Linked DNA regions of Rattus norvegicus: region 2 is linked to region 1. The links are chromatin contacts, called in public Hi-C maps. All regions are on one chromosome and are shown on one strand. Each heading gives the region's core, a stretch centred on a gene start, on an enhancer-like site or on the middle of the called end of the contact. The rest is flanking DNA. Distances are from core to core; before and after follow the strand shown. Region 1 overlaps Cracdl (CRACD like). Region 2 holds the start of Cracdl (CRACD like).

Region 1 (4,409 bases), core at 544-3,043:
CTGGAGAAGAGGTAGGAGGCCCTCAGAATTGACCCAGTCCATTCTGAGAGGAGCTGCTGCTGCCACCTCCTCCTCCTCCCTCTCCCCTCCTCCTCCTCCTCCCTCTCCCCTCCTCTTCCTTCCCCCTCCCCTCCTCTTCCTCCTCCTCTTCTTCAAGTGATTTATTTAATTTATTTTATGTATGTGAATACACTGTTACTATCTTCAGACACACCAGAAGAGGGCATCAGATTCCATTACAGATGGTTGTGAGCCACCATGTGGTTACTGGGAACTGAACTCAGGACCTCTAGAAGAGCAGTCAGTGCTCTTAACCGCTGAGCCATCTCTCCAGCCCCTGAGAGTTGCTTCATACAGTGCAGGTTCCGGGAATCCCTGAGCTCTGCTCTTCTCACAGAAACTAGAGGACGCTTTTGAAACCAGAAAGGGAACAGTAAGAACGATGGGTCTAAGATTCAAGTGGACCAGGTTGAGGAGGGCTCAGTTCTGTGTCCAAGGCTCCCACACACAAGGCTTTCCTTGTGAGCCACTGGAGGTCAAGTAAGGCCAGCTGAGGTGGAATTTCAGTCCCTACTCAGCAGCACACAGTAGGCAACACCTAAAAACAAGGACCCGTGGGTGATGGATTTAACGGTCATTTTATTTTCCCTCCATTCAAATGTTGTTCTACTCTTAGGCACCGCTGGGCAAAGGGGACCATGCTTTGAGCAGAACTGGAAACTAAGTTGAGAGCCTGGATTCCGTAAGAATCTAGTGAGGCCACACTCTTAATACACGGTGTAGCCTGAGATGGGAGTCGATGGCTCAGGCTTGAGCTGATCAATCCAATTGATGCTGTTACATCTCCTGGGCTGGTTTCAGACCAAGGAGAGTGAGGCTGAGAGCCTTCCAGAATTCCGGAAGTATTTTTCTCTTGGGTCTGGCAGGATGTCTGCAGAGAAAAGCAGCCAGCACATCACAGCGGCTCTGTGGGCAGCTGCAGCTTTTCCTGAAGTCAGTTTACCTGAGGCCACAAAAAAAATCGATTTTTAAATGTGAACAACGGGTTGCAAGGTTTACTTGAGGGAGAGGAAAAAAATGTCCCAACTAATTCCATCAGCATTCAACGTAAGTGAAAGAGTGATATCAAGTGCATGTGAAGCCCCGGGGCTGTCTGGGCATACATTCCCTGGTCCAATGTTTGGATCTATGTGACAAACAGGGCTGGCACACTTTCCACACAGCTGCATCCAGGGCAGATGGTGGTGAGCTCTAAGGTGGGGACCAATCAATGAAGAGGCTATGTGTTGTAGAGCTGCACACGGCACAGGCACCAGTCCTTTAAGCCCCATCTAACAAGGCTGGGAAGATGGGTCCAGGGCCTCACGTTCTCCACCAACAAAGGAAAACTCAGTCTCACAGCCTCTGAGTGAGACAGACATGGGAAGACAGACTCAGTGGCAGCTAGAATAACAGAGAGCTGTGAACGGTGTTCAGGACAGTGAGCCTTTAATGCCTCATGTGGGGAGGACGAGAGACTCAGAGTGAACCTTAGGAATCACCAGTGGTCCACAGTGCAGTAAGTCACCAGATCTGGAGGGACCAAAACAAGGGAAGACTCAATGCTACCCTATGGAGAGTGTGAAGAGGCAGGGGGAATAGGTTTTAATGGATTGGACCAGTGGTACACAGGCCCATCAGTATTCCTTTTATCTACTTCCCAGGACTCAGATGCTACCCACCATGTGCCCAACACTGGCCAAAATTACCCATGGAAGGCAGTCACTGCTGGGCCTCATACAAAACTGAAGGTTGTGAGGTGTCTTCCCTGGCACCTGCTGTTCCCAGCCAGGGCCTCTGCACATCACAGAGGCAACAAGACACAGCAGCAGGTTTCTCCCACCAGCTCCAGGAAGAAGGTCTCTGCACAAAACTAATACAAAGTGCCACCGGTACAATCAGACAGAGGCGGTAAGTTTCCACCAGGCACACATAATGGTACACTCGGGTCTGAATAGCATCAAAGGAATTCCACCGTGCTGTCTTCCCTGTGGTCTTGGGGTCCCTCCTTGGTAAGTCCCTCAACTGTCACAAGAGGGGGACAAGGTCTGCCACACAGACTGTTGTTCCAGACCCAAAGGGATGATGTCATGCATAAAGGGGGTGTGGAGCTAATGGAAGGGATTATTGCTCACTGGTATTTTTGGCAGCTTTCAAAATGCAGCACATGGAGACCCACCCACACCACCTCCAGGCAAGCCTGCTCTGGCTGTCCGTCTTCACTCGCTGGGATTCAGAAATAGTGCCACCCACATGAGATGGTTTGAGCCTGGGGAGAGACAGAACTTCAGGTGTCCCGTCGACCGGCATGGCCAGCAGAGGGCAGCAGTGGGAGGGCGGGCTAGAGACTCCAACCAGGGATAAATGGTCCTGGGTTCCAAAGACAGCCAGGATAAGCACTAAAGTCCCCATCATCAAACATCACCCAAATGGTTCAGAAGTCAAGATGACTCACAGAGCTGGGGATGGCTCATCACTGGGGACATGCATGACACATGTCAAACGGAGCCAGAGCCCCAGCACAACGTCAAACAGAGACAAAGAGAGACATGTAGGGCTGGGGATACCTGGAAAAGGAGTTCAGATTCTGGTGGCTAGGCCTGAACTCTCCTCTCTCCCACAGTGAAGTACATCATGCCTGCCTGGCCACACCGCAAGGACACCCTCACCCTCCCTGCCACCCAGTACAACTCCAGTGGACACAGGGCACAGGGCTGATGGTGCAATCCTCTCATGCACAAAGTGTGCAAAGTGAGCGTGTCTTCCAGGTGAACATGCTGAAGTTCCGACCCGCAAGGTGTTGACACCAGGTGGTGGGGCCACTAGGAGGGGACTAGAGTATGACTGGGGAGCTGTCATGAAAGGAACCAATGCATGTATAAAAGTTGTCCCAGTGTACTCTCTTGCCCCTTCCTCCATGCAAGCACATGGTAAAGAAGGTACCTCCCAGTGGCCTGGGACTGGATCCTTCCCCAGACTCTGAAGCCAGAGCCGTGTTCATATACTTCCTGTCTCCAGAACAGTGAAGGATGAGTTTCTATTGTTTCTAAGTCACCGGATTCCTGATACTTTGTTACAGAAGCTCCTGCTGACCAACACGGAAGCCTTCAGGAGAACAGACTATGATCCTAGGTTTCCTGCTGCAAACCTTGAAACAAGTAACCACTGAGTTATTGTGGATAGTGGCAGGGCACAGGCATACAGGAGTGTGTCTGTGGCAACTGGGTATCTAGAGAGGTGCTGGGTATCCAAAGGGCGTCCAAGTTCAAGTACACAAGCTACAATTTACACAGACATCCTGTCAAGACAATGACAGAAACCCATGGCTGAGGTTTCTGTCACCACCAGTGAAGGGTGCAGCCGGCACACGGCTTGGATAGCAAATATGACCTTTGAACTCCAGGCTTAAGATTAACACCCTGAATGAAGACAAACTCAGAAGTCACTCCTCGGACTTCATGCCAAGGTGCTGCTAAACCAGGAGGAAGGAGGCTGGTGGGAAAAGCAACTGCATTCCCCGCCCCCCTTTCCTTTTTCTTTTTTAATGGAGGTTACTACACAGTAACTACTATTTGACATTCTTGGCAGAAATAAATCATACCTAAGAAGCGTAATGGTGCTCTCAATAGCCAGAATGTTTACAATATGGAATGACGTAATGATTGTAAAGATATGCCCGGTAAAGTATGATAAAAAAAATTAGATGGAGAAGCTCAACAAGAAGCAGATGACACGGACAAGCGAGAGGAACATTAGAGGCTGAGAATGGCAAGATGGCAGAGCTGGGCTCTCACCTGGGAGTTAGCCTCGACTTGTTGAAGCAACAGAGCTCACTCTGACAGGATGTGTAACTCACCTCGGGACAGCGTGAACATGTGGCTAAACTGAGCTGGCTTAGTGAACAGTCCTTGGGTGGGAGTCGAGACACTGCTGGTGATCAAGGTGATCAATCAACACTCGGAAAACGTTGGAATAAGAAACTCCCCTGCCCCCTGGCAAGTCCACTCCTCCATAGATGCCATCAGAGATCCAGCCAAAAGCGATCAGAATTAACTTGCCAAAATCCTGGAAACTGAAGCAAGAGTTCAACGGGCGCTTATTCAAGAGGACCAGGCAACTCTCGGTGAAACGGCAAAGCTCTATGGCTTGTCTCTTGCTGCATTACACCCCAGGCACCCCCTCCACCCTCTAGCTCCAGGAGAGCCTTGAAAACCAGCCATGTCACAACTCCTGCATGAATTGGCAGCCTGGAAGCCAGTGCCAAGGGGGGAGTGAGGTTGAGGCTTCTTTAAAGCTCCACTCCACGATGAGGCTGCTGCTGCTGCAGGTGGTGGTAGTGGTGGTGGTGACGGTGACAGGGGTGATGCTGA
Region 2 (4,409 bases), core at 888-3,387, 44 kb after region 1:
CGTTCTCGAGCAGCCAAAGGAGGGAAGAAGCTCTCTGGAATCTCGACTATAATGAACTTTAATCCAGTGCAGGGGGGACCATCTCATAAAATCCATCACCACAGAGCCTTCAGGACAGGGATCTAGAGGTGGGCACACAGGCAGAATGCTGCCACTTCTCCCCTTCTCCATAAAGATCCAAGTAGACAGATTTGAGGCGCGATTTGATAAGGCCCAAAGAACCAGGCTGAGTGCTGATGCTCCTAGCCCGACCACCCTAGCAGACAGCCTACCACGCGCCAAAATTCACACCCTCACCAGCTCCTGCAGCACAGCCACGCAACAGCTATGGATGGATACTCCCCTTATGGGCTATTACACCAATTCTATAAATGGGGAGAGGCTGCTGGAGAAGCTGAAACAAATCTAGAACCACAGCGAGTCCAAGAGAACGCCTCTCAGGTTACAAAAAAAAAAAAAAAAAAAAAAAAAAAAAGAAAGAAAGAAAGAAAGAAAAAAGTCAGCCATGCTACTAGAAATGTTAAATGCAACATTTTGAAGCATTTAAAATAAATATGAAAATCCATGATGTTACAAAATACCTCAATCTTAAGTAAAGGACGGGGTCAGTCTTCCTGATCTCTTGGTCTTGTCTCATGCTCCAATATGGAATTGCACAACACTAGGATCGAGCCTGGAATTCAGCCCAGCTCAACATGGGGCAGACATCTTCAGCCACCCACCCCCCACGGAGCTTTCTCGCCACCATTTTATAATCACAAAGAGCTCTTGAGGTGATCTTGATCCTCAGTCATCTCAGGTGTGTGTCAGCACGACTTAGTTCCCAGGGAACATCAGGGCTGAGATTCTAGTTCGTGGTTGCTATGTATTTAGGTAAATGAAAGGAAGTTCCAGCCTCCACCAAAGGAGGGGCTTACTTTAAAATAGTTCTGGAAGGTGCGAGGTGGGCTCCCAAGAGAGAGGCAAACACAGGTGCCTGTGTCCCGCTTAGATTTTCTGGTTCAGTCCTGACACGGTGCCAACTGGCCACCTGCAGGCAACAAGTCCAGTCACACCGCGGTCTTCCTATTCCCTTGCATTTCAAAAAACAAATGCTTGCTCATTTGGGTAACTACTCCGCCTCTCAGCACATGTACACCTACCTACCTCATACCGAAAACGAAGTCCTGCCGGTTAGTAAATGACTGCTCAACAAATATTTGTTGATTCAAATCCTGATTATGTCTAAGATTAAACTCAGAATCCCCTCTGGTGCCTTGTAACCTAAGCCCCAAGCCTGTTAAATAAACCATGACCCGAAGCATAAGGAAGACAGTCAGTGTGTTCACTGTCTCCCTCGCCGTGGCCCTTGGAGACAGACGCGATTATGCCTCTGGTACTAAGAACTGAAATGCGGGCAGCAAGCCCTGCTCCCCCTCTCCCTCTGTTAGTGTTAAAACTGGTTAAACTGCTCAGGTCTGCCTCCCATTTCAAAGTTAAGTCCAGCAAAGCGCTCAGAGGAAAACTTTAGGCACTTGCGCGTCTGGCTTTTCTTGGCCCCACCGACCATGGTGTCGTGGACGTGGCCCCTACAGGGGTGGCGTGGGTCCCGCGTCCAAAGGGCCAGGGACTACCTGAGCTCTGCTCGCCACCACCTCCCCAGCTCCACGTCCGGACGCGACTTCAGGAACGCGTCAGACTCTTCCCCCCAACCTTGCTCCCTCCAACCTCCCTGGGTCTGCGTTCCACGCGTGCTGCGTGCCCACGCCACTTCAGACCGTCCCAGGTACCTGGCACCGGAGCGTGGCCGTGCGTGGCGAGCGTGACGAGAAGGGCTCAGTCCGCGGGGACACGCGTGGGGCTGCTCTGCCGGGGTGCGCGCTGACCCCCAGCTGCAGAGTCGAGAGCCAGCGGCGTCGCGCAGCAGGTGGCGGTAGGGCGCGAGGACCGCAGGGTCTGCGGCCGGGGGATGGACGCGGACGCGACCCTCGGGCGGCCGCGCTGGCCCTGCGCTGGGCGCGCGCTCGCGGCTCCGGGCTCGGCTGCGCGCGGCCCGGCGGGGGCGGACGCGGCTGTTCCGCTCTGCTCAGCTCTGCTCCGCGCCGCCCAGGCCCGCGCGCCTCCCCCGCGCCTCTCCCGCCGGGCACGCGGGACCCTGGCCACCCCACGCGGCGGCGCTGCAGAGCTGGGAGCTTGGCTGGCTTCTGACTACGTGAGGTCCGAGGACCCGGGGACCCCGGCCGGGACGAGGACGCCCACGATCGCGGCTCCTGCGCGCCACCTCCCTGCCACCTTGGCCTCGGAGAGTGGGCGCCCGGGTGGCAGGGAGGGACGTGCACATATGGATAAAAGTAAAAGTTGTTTCGTAACCTTATGGGTCCGAGCGTCTGAAGGCTAATGGGGGAAACTGCCGCCCCGTCTCTAGGTGAATCATTGCTGTGATCCTGGCAAGTGTGGTATAAAAAGCTGAAGGAGAGATCTCAGCCTCGTTCCCCACCCCCACTCCCTCATCTAACTGGGGAGCTGCTGGCCCATTTGGAGAAGAAACGCACTGGCCTTGAATACCTACCTGCTTAGCTCATCAGCTAGCTACCTACAGAAAGAGTCCCACTTTGGCCTGCTGACACTGTCATCGGCAGGGATGAAGTACAAGGAATATCAGCTGAGCCCCAGCAGGGCGCCCAAGCCTCAATAGCAGGAGCCCCAGGTGGAAAAGAATCCTCCCATCAGACAGTGGCACTGGAGTGGAGTGGTCCCTGAGTTCTGACTTCCCAGCGATGTTAAGAGGGCTATTGTCAGATCTAGAGGAATTCTTGGGGCTGATTACTCTGGATCAGGGACACTGAGAACCCAAGAAGCACACACTTGCAACTCTATCTTGAAAAGTCTTTTTCCACAGCTGGCTTTAAAATGAGACAAAAAATCCCAAACAAAATAGGAAGACCGAGAAAGAACCTGGGGATAGGTCTCATTTGCTCGGACACCTGAAAGGACGTTAGTTGCTTCTTTAACTTTTAGGTGTTATCGATCCCTTTGGTTCAAGCTTGTCACTTAAAAGTCTCCTTTGATAGTTAAATGAAATTAATTCCCTCTAAGAACATAAACAAATCATGAATCAGACTCCAAATTGACAACCACTCGCAATAGGCAGGTGACTCACAGAGGAGCAAATGAATTGGTTAGGTGTGTGTGTTTGCCTTGTTTGAAATCCTCAAGCTAAACTGAACTAGGCAAACCCGTGCCCTCACCTGCCTTGAGCCTGCTGCTGCTTGCTGTTCAGATCCACGTGTATTCTGCATGGCTATAACCGCTAAATATTTATTGACTCTGTAACTTGCCTTTCTAACCTAAGAATTTTGTTTCCAGGCTATCAGAAGCCTCTGGCTTTATTCGTCTGTGCTTGTGGGTGGCTTTTGAAGTTCCAGGAGGGTTTCAGAGGACAAAAAAACCTACAGGATCTCGGTGATTAGCTAAGGCTTAGAACTCGGTGTCAACACCCAAAATAGAATGTGGTTGGGAATGTGGTGACTGGGTTGGCAACAGGGAAAGCTAAGGAGGAGCTGTGAGGAAGAAGAGCTGCCTACAGGAGACTCCCAGGGACTTCCACCTTCGTGGACATCTCTGGTTCTCAGAGATCCTGTCCACCGGTTCTTCCCATGGTTTCTGTCACCAAGCCTTCAAGCCAGCTGAGCAGAAGCTGTTGTATTCAAGGCTCAAAGGAACTTCAAAGGAAACATAGTTTCTTAAAGCCAGCAGAAACCACCACACAGGGAAAGCATAGGGTCGGGTGTTTTCCAGCCTCTACAAAGTCTCAGCCATCTCCAAACACCCTCTTCCAAGGGAAGAGACCTTCTGACGAGACTGAGGAGGCGATGCTACTCCTAACTCCATTATCTGTCTCATCTGGGGACACATCATTGTGAAAAGTTAAGATGCTGTTGCAAGCCATGGGCAAGAAGCTGCTCAGTGAAGGCTTGGGTCCTTAGCAGAACCCTGAACAACGATTCACCATTGTTGCCACATTAAGCGTGAGAGACCCATGTGTCCTCTACAGTCTCAGTAAGTGGCAGAGATGGAGTCTGAATCTACAATCCATGTAGAGCAATCTTACTGTAGAGCAGGGCTGCCTCTCTCAATGTAGCCTCCCACCCTGACAAGGAAGGAAAAAAGTTTTGAATTCTGAAGAGGAGACAACTTTCCTACACCCAGAGAGAAGCCTCCCTCTGGGTGACAGAAAGCAACATTGTTAAATGCTTTTCCCCGTTTACATTTTAAAGTATTTCTATTTCCTTTTCCGCTCAATTATTCCTGTGTTGGTTAGTTTCTGGTCAACTTGACACAAGCTAGAGTCATCAGGGAGGAGGAAACCTCTTGAGGGTGTGCTTCTCTGTGAGCGTGCCTGGGGGCATTTTCTTGATTGCTGATTGGTT

What was found. A called contact is a pair of places that touch in the nucleus more often than the background predicts.
Region 2: a contact with region 1 is called in a Hi-C map of frontal cortex, with 1.6 times the contacts expected there. The contact joins the promoter of Cracdl here to the enhancer-like site in region 1. A contact is called at or near these places in 2 of 12 Hi-C or Micro-C datasets (frontal cortex and mammary epithelial cells).

The regions. Positions count from the first base shown.
Region 1 is chr9:47,401,303-47,405,711 of GRCr8, forward strand. The region is part of intron 1 of Cracdl (CRACD like); the gene reads right to left. It overlaps LOC134480567 (a long non-coding RNA gene), which reads right to left. Exons shown (of 2, transcript XR_010054967.1): 2 at 620-1,003. Among named protein-coding and RNA genes, the nearest start is that of Cracdl, 43 kb to the right of the region's middle. Within about 2 kb of position 1,794, at least 8 of the 93 cell types and tissues checked have an H3K27ac peak or open chromatin away from gene starts, as enhancers often do.
Region 2 is chr9:47,444,475-47,448,883 of GRCr8, forward strand. It overlaps Cracdl (CRACD like), which reads right to left and starts at 2,138. Exons shown (of 11, transcript XM_063268117.1): 1 at 1,770-2,138.